2 separate regions of the Rattus norvegicus genome follow, and region 1 is linked to region 2. The links are chromatin contacts, called in public Hi-C maps. All regions are on one chromosome and are shown on one strand. The core of a region is the stretch at or near the end of the contact, and the rest is flanking DNA. Distances in the headings are between cores, read along the strand shown.

What was found. A called contact is a pair of places that touch in the nucleus more often than the background predicts.
Region 1: a contact with region 2 is called in a Hi-C map of frontal cortex, with 1.7 times the contacts expected there. The contact joins the enhancer-like site here to the promoter of Dcstamp in region 2.

The regions. Positions count from the first base shown.
Region 1 is chr7:72,771,140-72,775,372 of GRCr8, forward strand. All of the region lies in intron 7 of Dpys (dihydropyrimidinase), which reads right to left. Among named protein-coding and RNA genes, the nearest start is that of Dpys, 41 kb to the right of the region's middle. Within about 2 kb of position 2,297, at least 37 of the 93 cell types and tissues checked have an H3K27ac peak or open chromatin away from gene starts, as enhancers often do.
Region 2 is chr7:72,690,292-72,694,432 of GRCr8, forward strand. It overlaps Dcstamp (dendrocyte expressed seven transmembrane protein), which reads left to right and starts at 2,073. Exons shown (of 3, transcript XM_008765474.4): 1 at 2,073-2,292.

The sequences.
Region 1 (4,233 bases), core at 1,047-3,546, 81 kb after region 2:
TCGCAAACCGTTTTAAAGAAAAATTTTAATAAAAACATTTCTTCTCCCACCAGGGCATTACTACCCCAGTGCCTGAACAGTGGGCTGCATTTGGTGTGGATCAACCACAACAACAACCACAACAACAACACTCATACTTCAACATACTTCACTATAATTACCATCCATCGAGAAATTATCCTGGGATCATGCACATCTGTAGTATCAACTGTGTGGAGGATGTTGCTACAGCTGTGCAGACCCACCTGCAGCTTCCAACATCATGCTGCATCATGATAGCACAACAGAGAAATCATGCTGTGACCATCCGTGTTTCTAGCCCTGTGTGCCCTCTCATCTTCCCTTACCATATGAACTGGAAGAACTGAACTTTGGGGCCTGAGAGCAGAGTTCTTTACAGCGTCCGTCAGCAATAGGTATGAAAAGCAAATCTTTATGCTGTTCAGCTTTTCAAAACAATCACAAACTCTGTGTGTGTGTGTGTGTGCTTGTGTGTGAGCTTATGTATGTGCTTGTGTGTGTGTGCTTGTGTGTGCTTGTGCATGTGTTTATATGTGTGTGTATGTGTGCATGTGTGTGTGCTTGTGTGTATGCTTGTGTGTGTGCTTATGTGTGTGCTTGTGCATGTGTTTATGTGTGTGTGTCCATGTGTGTGTGTGTGCTTATGTGTGTGCTTGTGCATGTGTTTATGTGTGTGCGAGTGTGTGTGTGTATGTGTGTGTGTGCTTGTGCATGTGTTTATATGTGTGTGCATGTGTGTGCATGTGTGTGTGTGTGTGCACTCTCACATGTGTGCATATACTTCTTTGGAGGAAGAAGAGAAGAATTACAGTTCAGAAATTGGATGACACACAATGAGCCACTGCAAGGAAAATGCCAAGCAGGCTCTTTGAAGGCATCCCCGATGCTATGGCATCACTGTTTGGGTCTTGATGCTTTTTACTTCCCATTGCTCAATGTCCCTTAAAGAACTATCCCTCTCCTGATCAATTTCATACTAAGATTCCTTGGCAGAACCCAGGGCACATTCATAATCCTCAAGTCATTACTCTTCACTGAATATAAAGTTAAATTCGTTTATCTCTATCTACACTGAGAAAAGGCAGGAAATTAAGCAGGAGAGGCAGCACAATGCCTTCCAGAATGGTGTATCCAAGGTCAAAACTTGCTGTAATTGAGTTTAAAAAAAATAATAAACCCAAAATAACTGGAAACAAAAATATGCCTCCTCTGAAGAATACAGACCAGCTAGAAGTCTTCATCAAATGTTTCAGTGCACACAGTAGTCAATGTGTGTTTGTGTGCTTGAGATGCTGTGAGATACCCTGTAGCTCATAAATACTGAAAAGGGACGGTTTCCATAGTAACTAAGTGCTCTTTAATGAATACCAAAGAGCCAGAGCTCAAAGAACAGCCTTACATTGCCAGCCCAGGAGCTACTGCTGCTTTGCAGACCTGCAAGTAGCTGGCTTTCCCCTCTCTCCGATCAGACTTTTCACAGGTTGGCCATTTTGGCTGATCTCTGTTTCAACCTCATGACATCTTAAAATTCTGTTTCAATGCCACATAAAAACCACACTCCTGATTTCTTCTCCCTAAGCTAAGTACCAGAATATTCTACCAACAAAAGGCCAAATAAGTAGATAAGGGATATGTCCTTAGATCTAAAGCTTTGACCCGAGCAGTGAAGCGTAGGGCACACACACTTCTGTCACAAGAGATAGACGGTGGCTCAATGAGCTGTCAAGCTGAATGCAGGGGACTCTTCATTTCCAAAACGAAAAAAATAGTTGATGATGTTCGCGTTGCACTAAACGCAGCCTTTATTTAAATGTGTAATGGCACAGAAGAGGTTTTGCAGTTGATTTTGCAAAGACTTTTTTTTTTACAGACTTGTTATGTTTAAGGTAATCTTTCATCAGGATTTCCAAACCTTCCCCTCACCCCACTCCCAGTCCCCTCTCACTATCCTTCAGCGCTCATCAGATGCCTCACTCCGGAACCATGCAGCTCCATTGTAGATGTACAAAACAAGAAATGAACGGAGAAAAGCATGGATGCCCTGCCTTTCTCCTGACCTCCTTTGGTGACATTAACGAAACCCGGTTTTAGGGCAGCAGATTATGTAGCGGGCACACTGTTCTCTACATGCCGTTAATAACCAACATGAATCAAAAACAAGCAGAAACATCTAGGAACCATGTAGCCCCCAAAGCGTTAGCAATCCCTTCCTCTCTCAGGAGGCTGCCTCCTTACGTAACCAGCAGCTCCGGCAGCTCAGTGTAGGTTGTGGGCGCCCCCTTCAGGATACGGAGTTCAATGTACATTGCTGTCATCTGCAATAACTAATCAAAGGAGGCAATCACCTTTGCTAAAAGCATTTGAGGAATTTTGCAGAAAAACATCTAGTGTCTAATTATATGATAAAACAGAGATCACACATAACACCAGTCTGAAGTTAGTGTTAAAATTACCATCATAGGATAAAGGGGAGTACTTTTTCGCAAGACAGACTATCCTCCTTTAGAGAAATCTATTTCTTCCCTTGATTAAATAATACTTTTCCACAAGGCTAACTTTGTTAACATTCACCTTAGTCTATGACAGTGACTGCCTTGTCTTCCTTTTCCCTGGAGCCAGGACTCGTCTCTCACACCATCCTCAGCTTTAACTGCTTCACTCTGGACTCCTCCCTGGTGCTTCAGTTCACTCGGCCTCTGCCTCAGTCTTGTCTCTCAGATACAGATGCTGTACCCACTCCCATCCTGTGTGACAGCACGCCGTTCTCTTCTTTCACACAGGATCTCTCTGCTCTGAACCTCTCTAACAGTATCCGCAGCGCATCCCTTCTGAGACTGAGACCACCTCATTCTATATTCCCTCTCCTCTCCCTGGACTGACAGTTTCTCAAAGGAGGGACCTGTACAATCCCCACCCTCAGAACCTGGCTCCAAGGTGAAGCAGCTCAGAGAGAGTTTGTGAGCACCCAAGAGCAGTTCTCTTCAAGCCCCAGCTACTTCTGCTTGACAAACCGCTCTCAACCTCAAAAGTCAAAGTCTGTTTCAAGAGAACAAAAAGAACGAAACAGGACATCCTCCTGCACTTAGAAAAGCTCATTTTTACTGATCTGTGTCTGCATCCTTCCATTCTGTTCATCATTGAAGGATCCTGTACAGTAATTAAAAGCACAAATGAGGAGATGCTCTCCTTGACATTCTCTGAAGCACATCTGTTGCTGAAGGCAGTCTTCCCAGTGTCCCCCAGCCACTGCCAAGTCCCCCCAGCCTCCTGTGCACTGTGGAAGGCCAGTCTCTTCCACTTTGCTCAACTGCATTTGCTGAAATTCTACTGTGCTGAGCTTGACCAAGCCCAAGTTCCAAAATACCAATTCGAGCACAGGTCTAGGGCATAGCACCTCACTCCTTAGGTTTGGCTTGTGTGCAGTAACTTCCTCTCCAAAAGTGCCATACAGAAGAAGCAGGTGCTGGACCATTGCTATGCCTGGCAGAGACTGACCCAGCCAGGCACCCAGCGCACACCAACTGTGTGATATTACCTCTGTTATATGCACTCTTCATGACTAATGGAAAGTGAGACTTTTGTCTTATTTGTTCCCCAAACCTGTGGCTGGGTAGGAGAAAAACCATCAGAAAGAAAAGCACAACAAAGACATTCTCCAACATACTTGAATATAATTCCTTATCACAGGTAAAGGAATTAAAAGCAAAGGTAGAGAAATTGCCACACCTCAGCCCAACCTCAGATCTAATATGGGATCCTGGGTGGGATCTTGGGACAGAAATGAATGCTGGGTTAAGAGCTGAGCAAACCTGAATGCAGGATAGGCTCTAGCCACTCATAGTATAGGGATATCAGTTCATTGACTGTGACAATAGTGCCATTCTGTCAGTGTGACCCCGGGGGAGTCTCTCTGCCATCATCATATCCCCTATTCCTTTTTAAAATGCACCTTAACAATATAACAAAGATTCAGAAAGTAAAGGAAGACTATGGTGTGGCACTGTGAACAGGTGTGCAGGAGTCGCTAGAATTCAGTGTGCAGGGCAGGGAGAGGTGGGAGGTGACGATGGTGAGCATTCTCCATCTCTAAGGACAGTACAGAGCTGTGGATGATGTGTGCAGTGAGGCTAAAAATATTGTGGTGCATTAGAAATGTCCCAGCTGAGGTCATCTGCATACATTTTGACTGGGAACAGAGAGCCCAACTGAGTA
Region 2 (4,141 bases), core at 823-3,322:
TCCTCTTTCTTCCCCGCTCATGACTCCTCCCTCAGATCTTCACTGCTAGACCCTCCTCACTTGGGGCCCCCATCACTGCTTTGGATCAGTCCTTCCGGGCAGGAAGGGCCACATGTGCCTCTCCTCAACTTATGGTGTTTCTTCTGCCTTTCCGTGCTGGCTCCACTCTTACCAGTCAATCCTCTTGACTATTTACGTGTGCTCCTAGCTGGAGAGCCCATCTTCCCACGCCTCAGCTCTCCCAGCAGGAACTCACCGCTCAGAGCAACTGGCTCCAGAGCTTTGCTCCAGGAAACCCGGTTTCTAAGTGCAAAATGGTCTCCTAGGGCCACTCCTAGTAAAGAGAGGGACCTTTATTCTCCCACCCCCTGTCCCAATAGGGTGCTCTTCAGAAAGTCCATTTACTCCGTAGTTTCAAGTTCAATGTGACCCTGTTGTTGGGGAGGCCAAATTGTGCTGTCTGGCTAATTCTCAGTTTCCTGTCTTTACCCATTACATCCTGAATTACATCAGAGTAAATGGGTGTCTTAACCCGACAACCTGAGTCATTGTTTCTATTCGTAAATGGCTCCAACAGAAAGACCAGGATACCTCTGTTCCTTTTCTTGCTCTTACCCAGCTACTAAACAAAGAAACCTCTATATTTTATTTTTCTTTTCCATTTATGCCAGTCTGGTTGTGCTTGTTAATTCTGTATGTCAATTTAGCTAGGTCATTACATGTAGTGTTTTGGCCAAACATCCTAAACATTATCATGAAGACATTTTTAAAAAATGAGATTGACATTTGAATCAGTAAACTTTGCATAAAGTACCTATCAAAACGGCAGACCTCATTTACTCAGTTGAAGAATAGAAGACTGCTGTCTGTAAGGAAGAGATAATTCTGCAAAGAAACCACCTGTGGCGGGGGCTCCAACGTCAACTCTTTCCTGACAGATGAGACAGAGATGCACGGTCTCTGAGTTCTCTCTCACACTTTCAACTTGCCCTTGACAGACTGAATTACATTTAACTGAATCGAAATGAACGAAACTCTCAAAATTTTAGTAAATAAAAAATATTTGTGGGTGCAGATTTTGGAATTACAAATCTACAATTAAATGAACCAATTCCTTAAACCTGTCCTACCTCCAAAATATATGTATATATACATATGTATATATATATGTATGCATCTATAAGTAGATACATATATATACATATATATGATATACGTATATACACATATACATAGTAGGCAGACACATATTTGTTTCTCTTATAAATTACAAGCCTTTTAAAATCAGAATTTGGAATTTTATTTGGTTTTTACATCTCTCAGTGTCTCAGCATCTGAAAGAGTTTCAACAAGTACTTATTGATCTATCAGTTGTATCAAAATGAATGATACTTCCAAAATTTTAAGGAGACAAGAAAACTGTTGGCATTGTTGAAGAGTCAGGATAGCATATGTGAAACAAATAAACATTTTGAGAAGAGAGAAAATCGATAATTTAATCAGGAGACTAATTGTAAATGTCACTTCTTGATATATGGGTGTGTCTTTGAAATATTGCTAAGCTTGTAAATGCACATGGGTAATAACTTTGAAAATAAGACTTGATACCTTGACATTTCTACAGCTTTTCATTCTTTCATATGACAACATTTGTTATTAGTAATAATTTTTAAGGCAACATCCTTTCCAGTGATGCTTGAATTTGCCTAGGAATTGTAAAATTTAAGCTTTCACAGACATATTGACTAGTTTTATATGAAGTTTTTGCGACTTCTCTAAATCCCTTGAACAACAATGATCTTTCTAGTCAGAGAGCTAAATTTCTAAGCTGATAAGTTCTGTGTGTAGTCTTGAAGCAGCTACTAGGCTTCAGAGCTTGGGCTCATCCAGAAATCTGACTTTTCAGCTGTGGATGGGGTCTGAAGGTGAGACCAGTCTGTCTCTCCCCATGGCTGGGGTGAGTAAGGAGGAAAGGGGAAGAAAGAGAAGGGGAATCCTCATTTCTACAACTCATTGTATTGAAAACATCCTATTACAGTATTTCCTAGCGCTAATGTCTGGAACGTCGTCTGAGGAAAGTGCTAGAATGAAACTCGGGCTTCCTTCATACAGTTTCTACCCTTGATGACATTAAATAACTTAGTCACATTGTGGAGGAAATGAAGAGAGATTGATTCAGGGTGATGTGGTCCACCTTCTCATGTCTGCTTCCCCTTTCCCTGACCCATATTAAGCCTCCTGAGCTTCCAGAAGATCATATTTTGTGCTTGTGGAGGAACCAAAGAGGAACTTGTAAGTAAACTTTCAAAATAATCTTGCTTCTAAAATTGCTTTCAAAACAACGTGCTAGTAAACCGGAATCCAGCCCCACAACCAGAGAGTACTTTAAACCGGTCTTCTCCCTCAGCCATTTGCCTGTGTGGTGAAGGAACCGGGAGACAGCTTTTCGGGGCTGGTACCTGGCTACTCAGAAGCTCTGGGAAGGCTGCTGTGGGGTGCCCTGCTGAAGGCACAATAGTGTCTGTCTACCTGGCTTGGGAAGAGTGGATCTCTGTGGCTTGATGCTGGCTGTGGTGAGCGTTGGGGCTGGTCTGTGGGGTTCACTGCGGCCCAGCTTGGCCAGCGGTGAGCTTCCCAGCTTTGCAGCGCACCGTGACAGACCGAACTGTTCCGAACTTGCTACTCTGTTTACCCCACAGCTTCTATTAATCTCTCTTCTGTATGAAGGCCGCCTTCTTGGAGAAGGCAGTTGCTGGCTTTCCCAAGGCAAAAATGACTAAAGCAGAGGGATGAGGAATTCGTTCCACCTCAGAAGAGGCTGCAGCTCCTGCTCACGCTATTTTGGCAGCCTGAGAGAACAGCGTGTTCCCAACCAAAAGATAAGCTTGCAAGAGCTTAACAGCAAGCAAGAAAGAGAGGGAATAAAAAAAGAAGGAAGGAAAAAAAGCAAGGGGACACCTTTCATTCCTCCTGTGTCCCACTCACAGGGCCAAGCTTTGATTCTCTGCCTCAGAAGTGGCTGTAAAGAGCTCAGCCAGGCATCTGTGGCCAGCATTCATCTATCACCTAGAAACCACTGGGCCAGCAGGGACCACGCTGAGGGCCCAGCAGCTGAAATGACCTATCAAAGGCCACATGGCCTGTGTAGGCAGATGCAAGCTAGAGAGCAGGCCTCCTGTCTCCGTGCCTGGAGCCTTTTTGGAAATTTCACTCTGCCATTTGCAGGAATTTCTTTTCAAATGACTTTCACATCATGTGCAGTCCCAAGGAAAGCTGGAGGCAGAACTAGCTGAAGGTATCCTGGCAGAAAGGAGAGATTGTCCCAGTGGGTGAATGTTCCCTCAGGTGTCTGCAGATGAACTGTGCTGGCTGAGTTCAGACCTTTGGATTCTGTGCAGAAGCAGGGTCAGAGTGAGCTGAAAAGTGTTCTGCCAGCAAGAGACACAGGAGAGCATAGGCTCCTGGCCTTTCTCTTTCCATCCTCAGAGGAGCAGCAGGCCTACTGTGTGCCTCACCGGAGATGTGTGACTTCCATCTAGAGCACTCTAGAGCACTCTCAGGGTGGACCACTTGCTTGCAAGTTGTTACGATTTCATGGTTCTATGTGTTATAGTATTTGACCGCGCCTTGTGTCTGAAGCAAGATAGGAAATGCACTTGCACATTGAAGTTTGATTTGTGCTCAAAGGCTGGTGCTCAGGAATAGGGGTGTTCCTGACCTCCAACAAAGTGGGCAGAGTGGAGTCTGGGTATTGAAGTGGGAATTCATGCACTCCATGTCAGGCTGTGATGATGCACTGAAACTTAACATGTGTGAGTGCATGCACAATATACACACACACATGCACACACACACACATGCACACACACATGTGCACACACACGTGTGTGCACACACACATGTGCACACACGCACACTGACACAAGACCAGAGAAAACCACCGCAGCTGTGCTTGCTACACATGTCGGGTGAATGGGAAAGGCTGGTGCTTCTGTTTCTATGGCAACAGCTCAGCTCTGCATGAAAGCCGGTAAACATGGGCTCAGGTTAGATGCACAGGCTGCATATCTCTGCAGGGCACTAGGTTTGGCTCAGGGTCCTCACCCCAGCTCTGTTCTTTTCTGTTGCCTCCCCCCACACA